4 separate regions of the Sus scrofa genome follow, and all the other regions are linked to region 1. A link is a contact called in public HiChIP or PLAC-seq data. All regions are on one chromosome and are shown on one strand. The core of a region is the stretch at or near the end of the contact, and the rest is flanking DNA. Distances in the headings are between cores, read along the strand shown. Region 1 has its middle 130 kb from the start of SCARB1. Region 2 overlaps NCOR2 (nuclear receptor corepressor 2). Region 3 overlaps NCOR2 (nuclear receptor corepressor 2). Region 4 overlaps NCOR2 (nuclear receptor corepressor 2).

Region 1 (3,464 bases), core at 855-3,354:
TCTGGTCTGTTCGTCCTGGGCCAAGCCAGTTAATTCAGCTCTCTGAGCCTCAGTGTCCTCATCTCTAAAATGGGTGAGAACGAGTTCCCATTGTGGCTCAGTGGTAACAAACCTGACTAGTATCCATGAGGACATGGGTTCGATCCCTGGCCTTGCTCAGTGGGTTAAGGATCTGGAGTTGCTGTGAGCTGCGCTGTAGTTTGCAGACACGGCTCGGATCTGGTGTTGCTGTAGCTGTGGCGCAGGCCAGCAGCTACACCTCAGATTGGACCCCTAGCCTGGGAATTTCCACATGCTGTGGATTCAGCCCTAAAAAAGTAAATAAATAAAGTGGGTGAGAAAAAAGGTAGATAATTAGCCCAGGGCCTGGAGTGAGTGGAAAGTGCTTAATATGACAGCTGGTAAAGCTGATTCCTCTTCCTTGTGATTTAGTCATTTTTCTCTTAGGTATGTGCCAAAGTGAAACTCTTGCCTGTGTGCCCTGAACTATGGGTACAAGAATGTGCTTGGCAGCCCTATTCACTGGGCTCCAGCAAAATGTGGAACCAACCCAAATACTCTTTGCCAGGAAGATGGATAACTATGGTGTGGAATATTACACAGTAGAGAAAATGAATAGGCAGCAGCTCTAGGCTCACATGGGCTGAGTCTCAGTAAAAGATAGTGTCAGTAAATGGCAGAATTTCTTAACTGACACTTTTTTAATTTTAATTTTTTCTCATTTTAATTTCAAATTTTTTTTGGCTGCCCCAAGGCATATGGAGTTCCCAGGCCAGGGATTGAATCTGAGCTGCAGCTATGACTTACACTGCAGCTGTGGCAATGCCAGATCCTTAACCCCCTGCACTGCGGCAGGAACTCCTCATTTTAATTTTTTTAATCTCAGTTTTGCTGAGAATTCACATACGATGTAATTCACCTTCTTAAATCATGCAATTCAATGGATCTTAGTCTATTCACAGAGCTGTGTCCTTATCACCCTGATCAATTTTAGAACATTTGCATCGTCCCTGAAGGGCAATCCCCTACCCATCAGCGGTCACCCCATTACTTCCTCCCCTGCCTCTGGCAACCACCAATCTACTTATTGTCTCCATGGATTTGCCCTTTCTGGGCATTTCACATCCATGGCATCACACAACGTGGGACCTTTCATGTCTGGGTTCTCTTGTTCACCATTAGATTTTCAAGGTTCATCCACACTGTAGCCTGTTGCATCATGTCATTCCTCTTTATGGCTGAATCCTATTCCATCATTGAAAGGACCACATACTGTTTATTCATCCATCAATGGACATTTGGGTTGTTTCCCATTTGGTTTTTTTGGCCTTACCCGAAGCATGTGGAAGTTCCCTGGCCAGGCATTGAATCCAGACGGCAGCTGTGACCTGTGCCATGGCTGCAGCAACACTGGATCCTTAACCCACTGCACCACAGCAGGAGCTTCCTGTTTCTTTCTTTCTTTTTTCGTAACTAAAGTATATACACATGTTTGCATGTGTGGATGTTTGCGTTGTGTGGATGTTTGCGTGAACAAATGTTTCCATTTCTCCTGGGACTGTTGATGTTGAGAACACGGGTCACTCTGTTGCAGGGAGCTTCCTGGGCACGCAAGATGGTGAGCAGCGTCCCTGGAGCCTACCCACTAGATGCCAGTCACGTACCACACCCAACCAGTCATGACAAGCTGAAATGTCTCCAGACATCCGCCGGAGGCAAATTCACGCTTAGGAAATCACTGGGGTTGAATGAAAACACCTAGCCCAGAAGACTACGCATAACATGACACCCTTGTTATGATGCTCGCAAACAACTCGAACTCCATACTATAATCTTCAGTGCCCCGCTTCTTAAGGTATGGTCCCCAGTAACAGTGGCGGCACTGTCCCCACGAAAGGTGTTAGAAATGCCAATTCTTGGACCTTGCTCCGGACCTGCAGAATCAGACACTCTGGGGCTGGGGCCTGGAATCTATCTTCACAGCTGTCCTGGTGATTCTGAGCCCACTGAAGCCTGAGAAGCACAAGTGTGGACACACACATAAACAGATGCCCCCAGTAATCTTCATGCAAAGAAGCAAGGGAATGGGAATTCAGGACCTGGTGTTGTCACTGCTGGGGCATGGAGTCAATCCCTAGCCCAGGAACGTTTGTATACTGGGGGGTGGGGGGAGGGGTGGGCAGCCAAAACCGAAACAAAACAAAACAAAAAAAAGAAGAAGCAAGGAAATGACAAACGTAAATTCTGGGTGCTGTGCCTGGCCTGAAGTGAGGACAAAATAGTTGCTCATGAGATCAAGGAAAGGTGCTTACATGGCTGGGGAGAGGGGACCCATGGGGAACTGCATGAGGCACAGTCTTGTCCCTGCCCTGGGAACAGTGTCACATGAGTGTCCATTGTATTACAGAACAATAAGTTCAAAGGTACAGAAAGTGGTGAAGAGCTAGACAAAACTATAAAATAAAAAACATGCCAGGTGGGAGTTCCTGCTGTGGCGCAGTGGATCAATAGTTATGGCTCGGATTAGATCCCTAGACGGTGAAAAAGAAAACAAAAACAAAAAAACCCGGCCAGGTACCCACCAACAAAGGGAGTGAGTCAGGAGACGATGGTTAACCCAATTTTGTGCATCTGCGGTCATTCAGAACCAAGGCTGGCTATTATTGCCATGTTCAAGTTGATTCATCCAAAAGGGAAGGGGGGATCTTGACACGCCCACCAAGAGCTGACCTTTGCTGTCTATTAGTCACTTTCCTTTTTCAGACACCTCTTCTTGGCCTTAGAAATTAGGAGTAGTTGCTGTGTTCCCTGGGCGGCTCAGTGGGTTAAGATCTGGCATTGTCACTGTTGGCGCCAGGATTCGATCCCTGGCCTGGGAACTTCTGCATGCCACAGTCAAGGACAAATAAAAAAAATTAGGAGCAGTTGCTTTGATGATTTTTTTGTTTGTTTTTTTTGGTCTTTTTGTCTTTTCTATGGCCGCACCATGGCATATGGAGGTTCCCAGGCTAGGGGTCCAATCAGAGCTGTAGCCGCTGGCCTACGCCACAGCCACAGCAACACCGGATCCTTAACCCACTGAGCGAGGCCATGGATTGAACCTGCAACCTCATGGTTCCTAGTTGGATTCGTTTCCACTGTGCCACAACGGGAACTCCTGCTTTGATCTTTTGAGCAACATCTCTATGTGCCAGATCTATGTTAGCTAAGCACCCCCAGTCATACTGGTGCATGGTGTCCCATTTTACAGTTGGAGAAACTGAGTCTCAAAGCTTAAGTGATTTGCTTGAGGTATTCAGAGACATGGGAATAGAGCCAGACCTCAGTGAAGGTCTGTCTATGGCTGGACCTCCAGGGGCAGGAGCAGAGTCACTCTGAACATCAAGGCCAAGGCCCTGCTGGGATTTCCTCCAACGAAAGCTGAATTCAAGATGTCTTTGTTTCTACATCAACAGCCCTAACCC
Region 2 (3,294 bases), core at 636-3,135, 330 kb after region 1:
AAGCAGAATGTGCTGTCTGGGGCGCCAGCATAGCATGTGCATGGGCGTGCCCCTGGTGTGCCAGGGGGCACGCCCTCCTCCTGTCTCTTCTTTCGGGGGGCGGGGGTGTCCCAGGACCCCCTGCAGGCATAAACGCTCACCCTCCTCCTCTCTTTGGGAGCTGCAGAGGGGCAGCAGAGATGCCTGGGGGACATGCCCAGTGGACCCCCAGGCCTGGATGCCCAGGGTGTCTGGAGCTCTGTTCATTTGCCAAGTGCCTCCTGCACACCTAGCAGTTTTGGGTGCAGAGACACAGCTGTCAATGAGCAGTGGAGACAAGAAGCTGATTTCAGCTGCCAGTAAGACCCCCTGACGGCAGGGTGTCTTGGGAGGATGGCTTTGGAGAGAATGGTTGGTCAAGGAAGGCTGCTGTGGGGAGTCACTTGAAGCTGAGAACTAAAGACCTGTGAAAAAGCGGCCAGGCAGGCCAAGTGTCGATGGCTGGGCAGAAGAGGTTCTGGTGGCTGGAGTGAGTGAGCAAGAGGAGAAGGAGGGAGCAGGCTCGAAGCGGGCAGGACTGGCCCTCATGCACCGTGAGGAGGTCTTTGGATGTTATTTGCAGAGCTTTGGGTCATCATTGTAAGATCTGAGCAGAGGAGTGACATGATGGGATGGGTATCCTTAAAAGCTCACCTGGCCTCCCTTGAGGAGAACGGATCGTGGGCAGCACGTCCCAGGTCCCCCACACGGTTGGAATGTGTGGCCCTCCCCTGGTGGTATGCCCGGAACCCAGGATGAGGGCTGGGGGTAGGATGTGCGACGGGGAGGGGGCGAGCGGGAACAGGAGTGCTTCAGAGACCTGTGGCCTATTGTTCCTTGGGTTTTGTGAGCAGGATGGAAAGGCTGAGGGCCAAAGGGACAAGCAGGTCAATGACCCCAGAGTTGGAGAAATCGGTCGTGACCTGGATCTCGATCCAAAGTTCAACCCAGTTAACTTTCAACCTCCTGGGAGCTGCCTGGGGCGTCCATAGCAGGTGTTTGTATGGGACGCAGGCTGACCTGGCTGTCACGGGTGTCTCAGTGAGGAAGGAAAGAGGACGCCCTAGAGAGCCAGCCCTCTAGCAACTCCAAACCCTCCTCCCACCCTCAGTGATTGGAGGTCTCATTTGCACTTAGAAGAGGCTCCTCAAATAGAGTCCCCCATCTCGAGGGCCTGGTCACCTTGGCAGCATCAGGCCGGGTTGGGGGCAGACCACAGGTGGAACCAGCACTGGGGAATGACAGCGGAAGAAGCTGTTTGCTCCTGTCTGCTGGGGTGGAGAAGCTCTGTTTTTCTGAACCCTCATCTGTTCTTACCGCTGCTGACGCCGCCACCGCCACGGATGGGGAGAGAGGGAGGGGGGGAGAGCCTGTGCCAATTTGGCCCGCCCCTTCTGAACCTGGGCTTCTGCCACACTCCCCCGCCCCGCCTGCTCCTGCGAGCCTCCGTCTGGAGGTCACATTCAGCCCTGACGCGCCTCGCTGGGTCAGGCAGCAGGAAGATCAGCCGATCCCAGGCTCTCTGTGAGGCTGCCCAGGCACTGCTACCTGACAGGCTGGGGTCTTTGGACTCTGTCCTCAGAGTAGGGAGGTGTCAGGGGTCTGGGGACTGAGCACCGGTATTGGGCACATTGGTGCCCTAAGGAGGCGAGGACGCTGTGCTTCCTGGTGACGCCTGGCACAGGGCACCGAGCACACAGCCGACAGCTTCTCGCCACCCGCCCCCATCGGCGAAGGGCACCTCGCACGCCTGCAGCTGCGGGGGGCACGGCTCAGGGGTGGCAGCGCCGGAGGAGCCCTGGGCCACCACGGCGCGCAGCACGGAGCTGCTTCCCCGCCCTTCCCGGAGCCAGCCTCCGCCTGCCGCCCTCCCACCGCCCGGCCCCTCCCTCTTCCCCCCTCCCTCGCGCGTTGGACGAGAAGGATGTGAGGCAGAGCTGAGCCGCCAGCAGACGCCAGCCAGAAGCCTTGCGGAGCCGGCACCACGGCCGCCCAGCCTCCCGCCTCCCAGCCCGCTGCTCCCAGCTCCGATCCCTGGAGCATCCTCCAAGCCGTATGTTTCCGGAAAACTTGGCCGAGGGGGAGACGCAGATGAGAGGATGTGAGTGAGTGGCTCCGGGGAGGGGATGAGGGGGGTGCTTTGTGCCACGGTGACAGGGACCCCCCCCAGGGCCGGCGACTTGGGAGTTCTAACCCGTGAGATCTCACCGTCTTTCTCTTGGCGCCCCTTCCCCTGCCTCTGGCTGTGGGGCTGGGTCTTTTCAGGAAGGAGGGAAGTGCTTGGGTCTGTGTTTGGGGCAGGCAGGTCTTGGGGGTCTTGGCTGGCACATGCTTAGAGGTGCTCTCTCCAGGTAGACAGGGTGGGGGGGGCTTTCAGCTGCGTCTAGTCCCGGTGGTCTCCAAGGCTTGGTGGGACCTATAGAGCACCACCCTGAGCCCGGCATCCTCAGTCTGGGGTTCCCAGAACCAGAACCAGAAGGAAAACTCTCCACCCCCATCGCAGGGACCCTGGCCAGTAATATTAGGACACTCACCCTAGTCCTTCACACAGCAGTTAAAGAAACTGAGGCCCCAGAGCAGAGGGGGTGGTGGAGACCCCACAGCAGTTCTGGCCAAGGCTTCTGGACCACTCAGTCCAGTGTTCCTTCACCAGTAGTTTCGGGGGAGAGCTGGGTGACCCCCCCTGCCAAGCTCCTGCTCCAGGAGTGAGGTTAATTAGGACCCTAAACCCCCCCCCCCCGCCCGAAGCCAACTCTAAGCCGCTTCTTTATTTATGTGTTGAGTTGTAAATGTCAACCTGTGGGGGGGGTCCTGCCACCCCCTGGGCCCTCGTTCCCCTCACCCCACACCCCCCAGCAGGCCCAGATGGGAGACCCGCCCTCTCCCTACCGGGGTTCCGGCCGACGTGTTTGCCTGGGTTCTCTTGGCCCCGGCTGGGGAAATATAAATAAACGCGTCCCCGTCGTCCTCCGCCAGGTTCTGTGGAAGTGGCAGCTGCTGCTGGCGCGGGCAGAAGGAAAGGTCAGGGGGCTGGGTTACACTTGATCCCACGCCCCGGCCCTCCCCTCTGTGCCTGTCCTTGAGGAACCCTGAGGAGCTGCCGAGGAGCCACGTGGCCCCATGGCCTTCACGGGGGAGCAGGTGGCCTGTCAGTCCAGCACCACCCCCACCCCGCTGGGTCCAGAGGCGGGAGAGCAGAAAACTTGGGTTCTGATGTCCACTTGGGCCCCTGGCCCATCCTACAAGCTTGAGAGTTGCTGTGATCCCTTGAGCCTT
Region 3 (3,649 bases), core at 232-2,731, 360 kb after region 1:
GCACCTGCAGCCTCGCTCTTCCCTGTTTCCTGGAGAAATCCCCATGGAGACCACGCGGAAGGGCTCAGGGAGTGGCAGGTGTGCCGGGCGGGGCCCCGGGGACCAGGCCTGCAGGTCTCCTCCCTCTGGCCTCCCAGCCTCACTCAGGGGCCCCTGAAGCAAGCTTGGGCACTGTTACCAAGCCACCCGCTCCTGCCGAGGGTTTTCCAGAGCTCCCCAGATCAGGCCCTGGGTTGTGCGTGGGCAGGAAGTCTCCCCACTGTCATAGCAGCTCAGAGAGAAGGACGGGGCCCCCACCAGTTAACGTGAGACCCTTTCTGAGGACCCCAAAGAAGCCTCACCCGGCCAAGCAGGAGCACCCTCTGAGGTGCCCTTCTCATGATGGCTCAGTCATTGCCATCCCCCTTGGGGGAGGTGGGCCCGGGCTTCCCAAGTGCAGCTGGGGGCTGAGGGCTGAAAGGGTCTGAGCTGAGCAGGGCTCAGAGGGGTGAGGGGCACAAGGCATACCAGGCTGTGCTGCCTGCTTCCTGAGGCTGGGCACGGTCCGCATTTGTCAGCCTCCATCTCTCTGGGACCCAGAAAGATTTGGGGACGGGGGAAGGGGCTGGTGGGGAGGTTAGCATTGGTTCCCGCATCCACTGCCAGCCAGCTGATATCAGCGGGGACATCCTATACCCTTTGTGTAGAGCCCTGCCCTTCCGGCCCTCGAGCTGTGTGCCCCCTGGGTGTGTCACTCCCTCTTCCAGGCCTCAGTTTCCAGGCTGGTCACACACAGGGGTTCTGGAAGGCTTCCCCTGATCTCTGTGACCTCTGGGCGGCCTGTCAAGACGCTCACTTCTCCCTGCCTCTCTCAGCAGGTCACCAAAGTCCACGAACCCCCCCGGGAGGACACGGCTCCCCCTAAGCCAGCTCCCCCTGCCCCACCAGCACCGCAGCACCTGCAGCCGGAGGGTGACACCCCCCAGCAGCCCAGCAACAGCCCTCGAGGCAAAAGCAGGAGTCCTGTGCCTCCTGCCGAGAAGGAGGGTAAGTGTGTGTCGGTGGCTGAGAGAGTGTGAGTGAGGGCAAATGGGTGGGCATAGCGGCATTTGTGTGTGCAGAGCAGCTGTTGCAAACTCCATACCTACAGTGTTGGGGCAGGCCAAGTAAATGAGTAAAACATGTGGGAGTGAGGCAGTAGGGGACGGTGGGGACTGTGGCAAATTAGAGAACTCCTGGTTTTTTCAAACACAGGCACACATTGGCCTCAGCCGTGTTACCACGTAGTGATACAGGCCCGCAGTTGTCCTTTCAGAGAAGCTAGAAATCAATCTTTCCATGTGAAATCTAGTTTCTCAATATTGGCAACTTCTCAAAATTTTCAAAAGTGTTGTGCATAGACAAAAACATGTCTGTGGCTCCGCCTCTGGTTCCATGTGATTCAGTCCACACATGAGCTTCTAGACCCACAGATGAAGCTCAGTGCCAGCTGGCAATAACTGTGATCTGGGCAGGAAGCGCTGCCCCCTCCAGCCTTCACTCTGACCTTATTCCAGGCCAAGGTCCCTGGGTTCACTAGGGAGCCAGTGGGGTGATTCCCCAAGCAGCTGTGTTGCAGCAGCTGCGTTGCAGCAACTGCCCAGGGCGTGCTTTATTGTCACCACGTGAAGCTCAAGGTCAGGAGACAGGTGGGGCGTGGTTTCTTATTCTCTGGATCTTCTGTCTTTGCCCCGCTCCCCACTGGACCCAAGAAATCTCAAGCCTCTGTCCCAAAGGGGCACTCGTCCCAGATCAGCCTGTCCTGTCCCAGGCATTGGGGGCTGACCCTACAGAGGGTCCCCCACTCTGGGCTAGCCCAGGCTCCTGCAGGCTGCTCTAGGGCTCTGAGGGCAGCAGGACCCCAGGTGACCCTCTGTGATCAATGCAGCCCAGGGACAGGTTCGGGCGGCTAAGGCCACCTGCGCCCCCACCCCCACCCCCCACCAGCCTTGGGTATAACAGCGTCCTGCTGTCTCTAAAAAGCCACGCTGGCCCTTGGCCATGGGCCTCCCTGAGGGTGAGGCCATGTGCCTGTCTGAGGACAAAGAGCAGGGCCGTCCCTGAAGCAGGACAGCTCCACACTTCCTGCAAGTGACTCCCCAGCTAATCAGCCCACCTCAACTGCCTCCCCATGGCCGCCTTCACCTGCCGCAGGAAATCCGGATGCCACCCATATGGACCAGCTTATGGCCACAGGGCAGGATGTTCTTCGAACACCTAGATTGCTCAGCACTGTGCCAGGCAGCGGGGGGGGTCAGCAGGGAATAGGATCAAGTCCCCATTTGGAGGAGCTGCTGTTTTTGTGAATGAGGAGGCCCTTAGACCAGGGAGCATGGCAGGAAGCCAGGTGACTTTAGAGTAGTTCATGCATCGAAAGAGACAAGACGGGAGTTCCCCTCATGGCACAGCAAAAATGAATCCTGCTAGGAACCATGAGGTTGTGGGTTTGATCCCTGATCTCATTCAGTGGGTTAAGGATCTAGCATTCCCATGAGCTGTGGTGTAGGTCACAGATGCGGCTCAGATCTGGTGTTGCTGTGGCTGTGGTTGTGGCTGGCAGCTGTAACTCTGATTCAACCCCTAACCTGGGAACCTCCATGTGCCGTGGGTGCGGCCCTAAAAAGCTAAAAAAAGAAAAGAAAGCGACAAGACAGAGGGAGTGAAGAGGGGCTCAGGGAAGTGTCTCTGTAAAAAGAAGGTAGTTGTGGGACAGTCTGGGGGAAGGGCATTCCAGGCACAGGAACAGCACATGCAAAGCCCTAGGGTGGGAATAAGTTTGTTGTGTTTGCAGGGCTGGTGGGAGGTGGTGGCACTGTGGGGATTTTGTCTCAGGTGCAGAATGAGCCTTTGCCAAAGGGATTTTAAGGGTGTGTGTGTGTGTGTGTGTGTGTGTGTGTGTGTGTGTGTGTGTGTGTGTGTGTGTGTGTGTGTCTGTGTGTGTGTGTGTGTGTGTTGGGAGTATCAGGCAGTCTGATTTATAATTTAGAAAGCTCTCTGGCCATTGTTGAGGACTGGGGCCACGGGGAGTGGGGGCAGACGGAGGAGGCCAGCGCTGGTCACAGCCACACTGGATGGAAGGAGGGCACAGAGGTTCTGTTTCAGGAGCAAAAGGACCTGCCGATGAACCCAAGTGTGGGGTTGAAAGCAGGATGTCTTCCTTCTCCTGGGACCCTGCCGGCCACCCACGCTGGGATGGGGACTCCCCACAGTTGGGGCGGGTTCTCTGGGCAAGACTGTTGTGTGAGACATGGGGTCTGGCTCTGGAAGGACATTCCAGGGCCGGGGCGCCAGCCCAGGGCGGTAGCTGCCTAGCAATGTCAGGGGCCCAAACAGCTTTGGCGGGCGCCAGATCCAAGCTGGGCTGGGCCACACTTGGGTGGCAGGGCACCACATGGGGCCAGGCAGGGCCTGCTGGGACAGGTCACAGGCCCTGTCCTGGGAGAAAGTGAGCCACTGCTGTGGTTTCTGAGTCTGGCCCCTGGCCCGTTGGCACAGCGGAGGGCCACGCTGTTTTCCTGGAATTGCCCTCTGCTCAGGAGACGGTACACCTGGCACCGGGCACCGTAGCCTGGCTCACAGTTCAGCACCTTAGGCACATGCGTGAACCTGACACCCAGCACTACCTCTCTGG
Region 4 (3,579 bases), core at 177-2,676, 300 kb after region 1:
TCTGGGGGTGCTTTCTGTGTTTGGCCTTTCTGGAGCTTTCATGTCGCTATTCTAACGATTTCACACTCTGTTAATCCAGTAGCTGAAGAAGGGGGGACCCAGGCTGGGCAGGTATCTGCTGGGGCCCCCCTATGACAGCTTGCACCTTTTAAGGTTCTCGGAGACCTCTTGTTTTCAGCAGAATTAATAGCACTTGGGGCCTTTGACAGTTGTGTACCAGTGGCGTAGAACTCCACCAGTTACTGGCTTTGTGACTTGGAGCTTCTATTTCCCTTGCCTGAGCCTCAGTTTCCACATCTGTAAAATGGATGTAGTCACAGTGTCTCCTTATTCAGCGTCTCTAGGTGCTCAGTGCATAACAATCAGTAAACGTCGGCGGAGGGTATAGGTTGGAGGGGGGTGAAACAGGTGCCCTAAGAGATTCTCAAGTTTGATTCCTGGTCTCCTGGGGACTCTCCCTCTGCTTGGGGAAACCTTGAGGAAAGGATTCGGGGGGAAGGAAGTGTCACTTGGGCAGGGAGAGGAGGGGAAGGGAAGATTTTTTCTGTCTGGAAAAGAAAGGCGTTGGGGTGTTTCCAGCTTTGCAAACTGCCTGAGGCAGGTTCCTAGGCTGGGAAGCCTGCCTGGGACTCGGACTCGCGGCTTCCTCTGGGAAGAGAGAAGAGGCCGTTCCGGATTCTCCAGTGTCTGGTTGGGAAGCAGGGGAGGGGCCCCCTGGCTGCCTGCCCAGCCATCTGGAGGGCTGGGCAGGACGATCGCCAGGCGCTGGCCCAGGCTCCCTCCCGGGGTCCCAGGGCCCCTGCCTTGCCAGCAGCCTCTTCTCTCCCTGGGGGAGACCTCAGGGCCGGTGGTGCTTCTTGGGGACGGGCAGGCCGAGGCTCCGCCCAGCCTCCCCAGAGCCCCAGAGCAGCCTTGACCCACATCTCCACCCCCGCTGTCCGCCTGCTCCTGTGGCCCTGACATTTCAGCCAGGCCGAGCTCTTTCCCAGTAATTCTCCTGGCAGCTCAGGAAGCCAGCTGGTGGGGCGCCAGCTCCCCGCCACCCCTCCAGCTTCAGTCCCTTCTTGCCTCCTCCTGGGCTGGCTTGCCTTCTGCCTGCCTCCCTGCGGGCGCCCAGAGCCTCTGCTCCCACCTCTCCCGGGGAGGCCCGGCGGCCTCACCAGTCCTGCCCTGTGACCTCGCCAGTGGGGGCCCCTGAGTGGGCCGGGCAAGGCCCAGCTTCCCAGGCCCAGCCGGAGATAGAAACAAAAGCAGATTTTAAAAGGGGGGGAACCCCAGCAAAGGGCTGCATGTAATGTCCTCATTTTTCCTGGAACCCGCCTCCAGCAGGACAAACAAATGTATTTTCAAAGGCGCTAAAACCAGTGACTCACTCCAAGGAACGCCCTCTCTTACCCCTCGGTCCCGCCCGCAGCCCTTCCCACACCCCCCTGGGCTTAATTGCTCCGAGTGGGGCGGCGCCCGTCCAGCCGGGCCAGCGGAGATGGCAGGCGCCCGGGAGCTCGGCGGCTGCCCAGCCGGGAAGCTCCTCTCGTCCTGGTCTCAGGGCCGCCCTTCTCTCCCTACAGGTTCATGCAGCACCCCAAGAACTTCGGCCTGATCGCATCATTCCTGGAGAGGAAGGTAAGTGCCTGCCTGCTAGCCCTGCGCCATCCGTCCCTTTTGGCGTCCACTCCTGCCGCGGCCTCCTGGGCCGGGGAGAAGGACCCTCCCACCCCGCCCACGAGGCCTCTGCCTGCTTGCTCCTTGCTTTCCTTACTGTGTCTGCGAGCACTTCCCTCCTTCCTCCCTCCTGGGAGAAGCAGCCACAGGCCCCGCCCCGGCCCTGGGGGTGGAGCTAAGGCCGGGAAACCCCAGGAGAGCTGTGTGCACTGCAGGCTTCTCCAAAGACCGCTCCTTAGACAGGGCAGCCAGCATCCTGACAGATTGGGCTCAGGTTCCAGAAGCCATATGCCATGCCTGGCCTCCTAGTTAAGGCTGGATGGGCAAGAGTGGTTGTCCTCTGGGGTCCTGGACAAAGTGACCCTTCTAGTCCCTCTGATGGTCACTCTATGTTGATAACCCTGATGCCAACCCTGGCGTGTGGCTGGCAAGTCCTCATCCCCACTGAGTAGACCTTTACATAGAACTGACACTCGAGGAGTTCTCTGGTGGTGCAGTGGGTTAAGGATCTGGTGTTGTCACTGTAATGGCACAGGTTTGATTGTTGGCCTGGGAACTTCCACAGGCCGGGGTTAGGCCAACCACCCCCCCCACACACACAGACATTTGCACCCCACCTTGGCCCCAAACCCAGCCTGGGGCAGCGCCTCTCTCTGCTCTGGCTCCCGTTAGCAGGTGGATACAAAGCATCCCAGAGAATGGGAAAGCCCCCTTTTATGCACCCACGAGGCTGGCCTAGGCAGTGGCTGGATCAGCCACAGGTAGGAAGGAGCTGGTCTGGGGGCTGGATGTGGCCCTAGGTCACAGTTGGCCATTGGACTCCACATCATCAGGGCGGAGCCAGACAAGCTTCCTGAAAAGATTTACTTTCTGGAGTTGCCATGCTGGGTGTTCTAAGCAACGTTTCCCTAAATCTTGTTTCTCAGAGGTGGGGTGCCCGCCCACCCCCAGCTTTGCAAATACCCAGCTGCTGGAGGCCTCACACTTCCTTGCTGTGGGAGGGCGGTCGGAGCAGGATCCGGGCGGTTATTTTAAAGGGTAACAGTTGTTCCCAGCATCTGCCCTTAATGAGCTGATAACCATAGAAGGAGGGAGATGGGGCAGTGTGGGGAAATGAAATCTCTCCCTGCCTGAAAAACCAGTGTGGAGAAGCAATCCCTATAAATAGCCTCTCCTCCGAGGGAGTGACAGCTTCTTCCTAGGGGTGTGGACCACACAGGAGGTTTTAGGTTGGGGCTCCCAGAGATGGAAACAGGGGTTTCTGAAATTGGTAATTGACCAGCACCGTTTGGGAATGAGGGGATCAGAGGTCCCTGTGCTGGAAAAACTTTATCTGTTCTTTGGCTAAGAGGCAGCCCAAGCTGAGACTTCAATAGAGTTTCCAGAAGAGTCTGAAGCTGGAGGTTCCAGCGATGCCTTTGAGGACTGGCATGAGAGAGGCGAATAGTAGGGTGGGAGCTGGGTGGACTGGCCAACCCCTGCCCTTGTGGAGGGCCACCTGATGCTTTAGGGCCAGCTCGTGGTCGCCCAGCACAGGAAGGTATTCTCCAGAATTTGTTCAAGGAGAAGTTGGACGCCCACATCACCCAGTTTGCAAATGCTGGCATCTGATTGTAAAATGTTTTTCTTCACTATTTGGCAGGCCATGCTGGTGGCCAAATTTAGCCTGGGAGCAGCCCCTGTTCATAGCACAATCCAGGAAGTGGATAAGGACACAGGGCTTTGAGGCCCAGCCCGCCTCTGCACCCAGCAGCCCTCATGGGATGCCCCTCAGAGGCCAGGTCCTGGCGTGGCACCAGCTCCGAGCATCATACCAACACTTTACATCGTGTCAGTGATGGCTGCCGGCTTTAGTGAGCACCTAGACCAGCCCCGCGGCTGCAGATGGCAGCATCCTTATCTTGTGTCCTCCAGTTG

What was found. HiChIP or PLAC-seq counts read pairs in DNA pulled down with a chosen protein or histone mark.
Region 2: a contact with region 1 is called in an H3K27ac HiChIP or PLAC-seq map of alveolar macrophages. The contact joins two enhancer-like sites. A contact is called at or near these places in 1 of 47 Hi-C or Micro-C datasets (liver) and 2 of 2 datasets of contacts at active chromatin or transcription factors (alveolar macrophages and skeletal muscle).
Region 3: a contact with region 1 is called in an H3K27ac HiChIP or PLAC-seq map of alveolar macrophages. The contact joins two enhancer-like sites. A contact is called at or near these places in 2 of 2 datasets of contacts at active chromatin or transcription factors (alveolar macrophages and skeletal muscle).
Region 4: a contact with region 1 is called in an H3K27ac HiChIP or PLAC-seq map of alveolar macrophages. The contact joins two enhancer-like sites. A contact is called at or near these places in 2 of 2 datasets of contacts at active chromatin or transcription factors (alveolar macrophages and skeletal muscle).

The regions. Positions count from the first base shown.
Region 1 is chr14:28,425,922-28,429,385 of Sscrofa11.1, forward strand. No RefSeq gene overlaps it. Among named protein-coding and RNA genes, the nearest start is that of SCARB1, 130 kb to the left of the region's middle. Within about 2 kb of position 2,105, at least 5 of the 83 cell types and tissues checked have an H3K27ac peak or open chromatin away from gene starts, as enhancers often do. A contact at or near this core is called in alveolar macrophages, where this site is marked.
Region 2 is chr14:28,757,971-28,761,264 of Sscrofa11.1, forward strand. All of the region lies in intron 18 of NCOR2 (nuclear receptor corepressor 2), which reads left to right. Among named protein-coding and RNA genes, the nearest start is that of RFLNA, 82 kb to the right of the region's middle. Within about 2 kb of position 1,886, at least 63 of the 83 cell types and tissues checked have an H3K27ac peak or open chromatin away from gene starts, as enhancers often do. A contact at or near this core is called in alveolar macrophages, where this site is marked.
Region 3 is chr14:28,783,115-28,786,763 of Sscrofa11.1, forward strand. It overlaps NCOR2 (nuclear receptor corepressor 2), which reads left to right. Exons shown (of 49, transcript NM_001044576.1): 24 at 855-1,026. Among named protein-coding and RNA genes, the nearest start is that of RFLNA, 56 kb to the right of the region's middle. Within about 2 kb of position 1,482, at least 18 of the 83 cell types and tissues checked have an H3K27ac peak or open chromatin away from gene starts, as enhancers often do. A contact at or near this core is called in alveolar macrophages, where this site is marked.
Region 4 is chr14:28,724,680-28,728,258 of Sscrofa11.1, forward strand. It overlaps NCOR2 (nuclear receptor corepressor 2), which reads left to right. Exons shown (of 49, transcript NM_001044576.1): 14 at 1,569-1,623. Among named protein-coding and RNA genes, the nearest start is that of NCOR2, 84 kb to the left of the region's middle. Within about 2 kb of position 1,427, at least 57 of the 83 cell types and tissues checked have an H3K27ac peak or open chromatin away from gene starts, as enhancers often do. A contact at or near this core is called in alveolar macrophages, where this site is marked.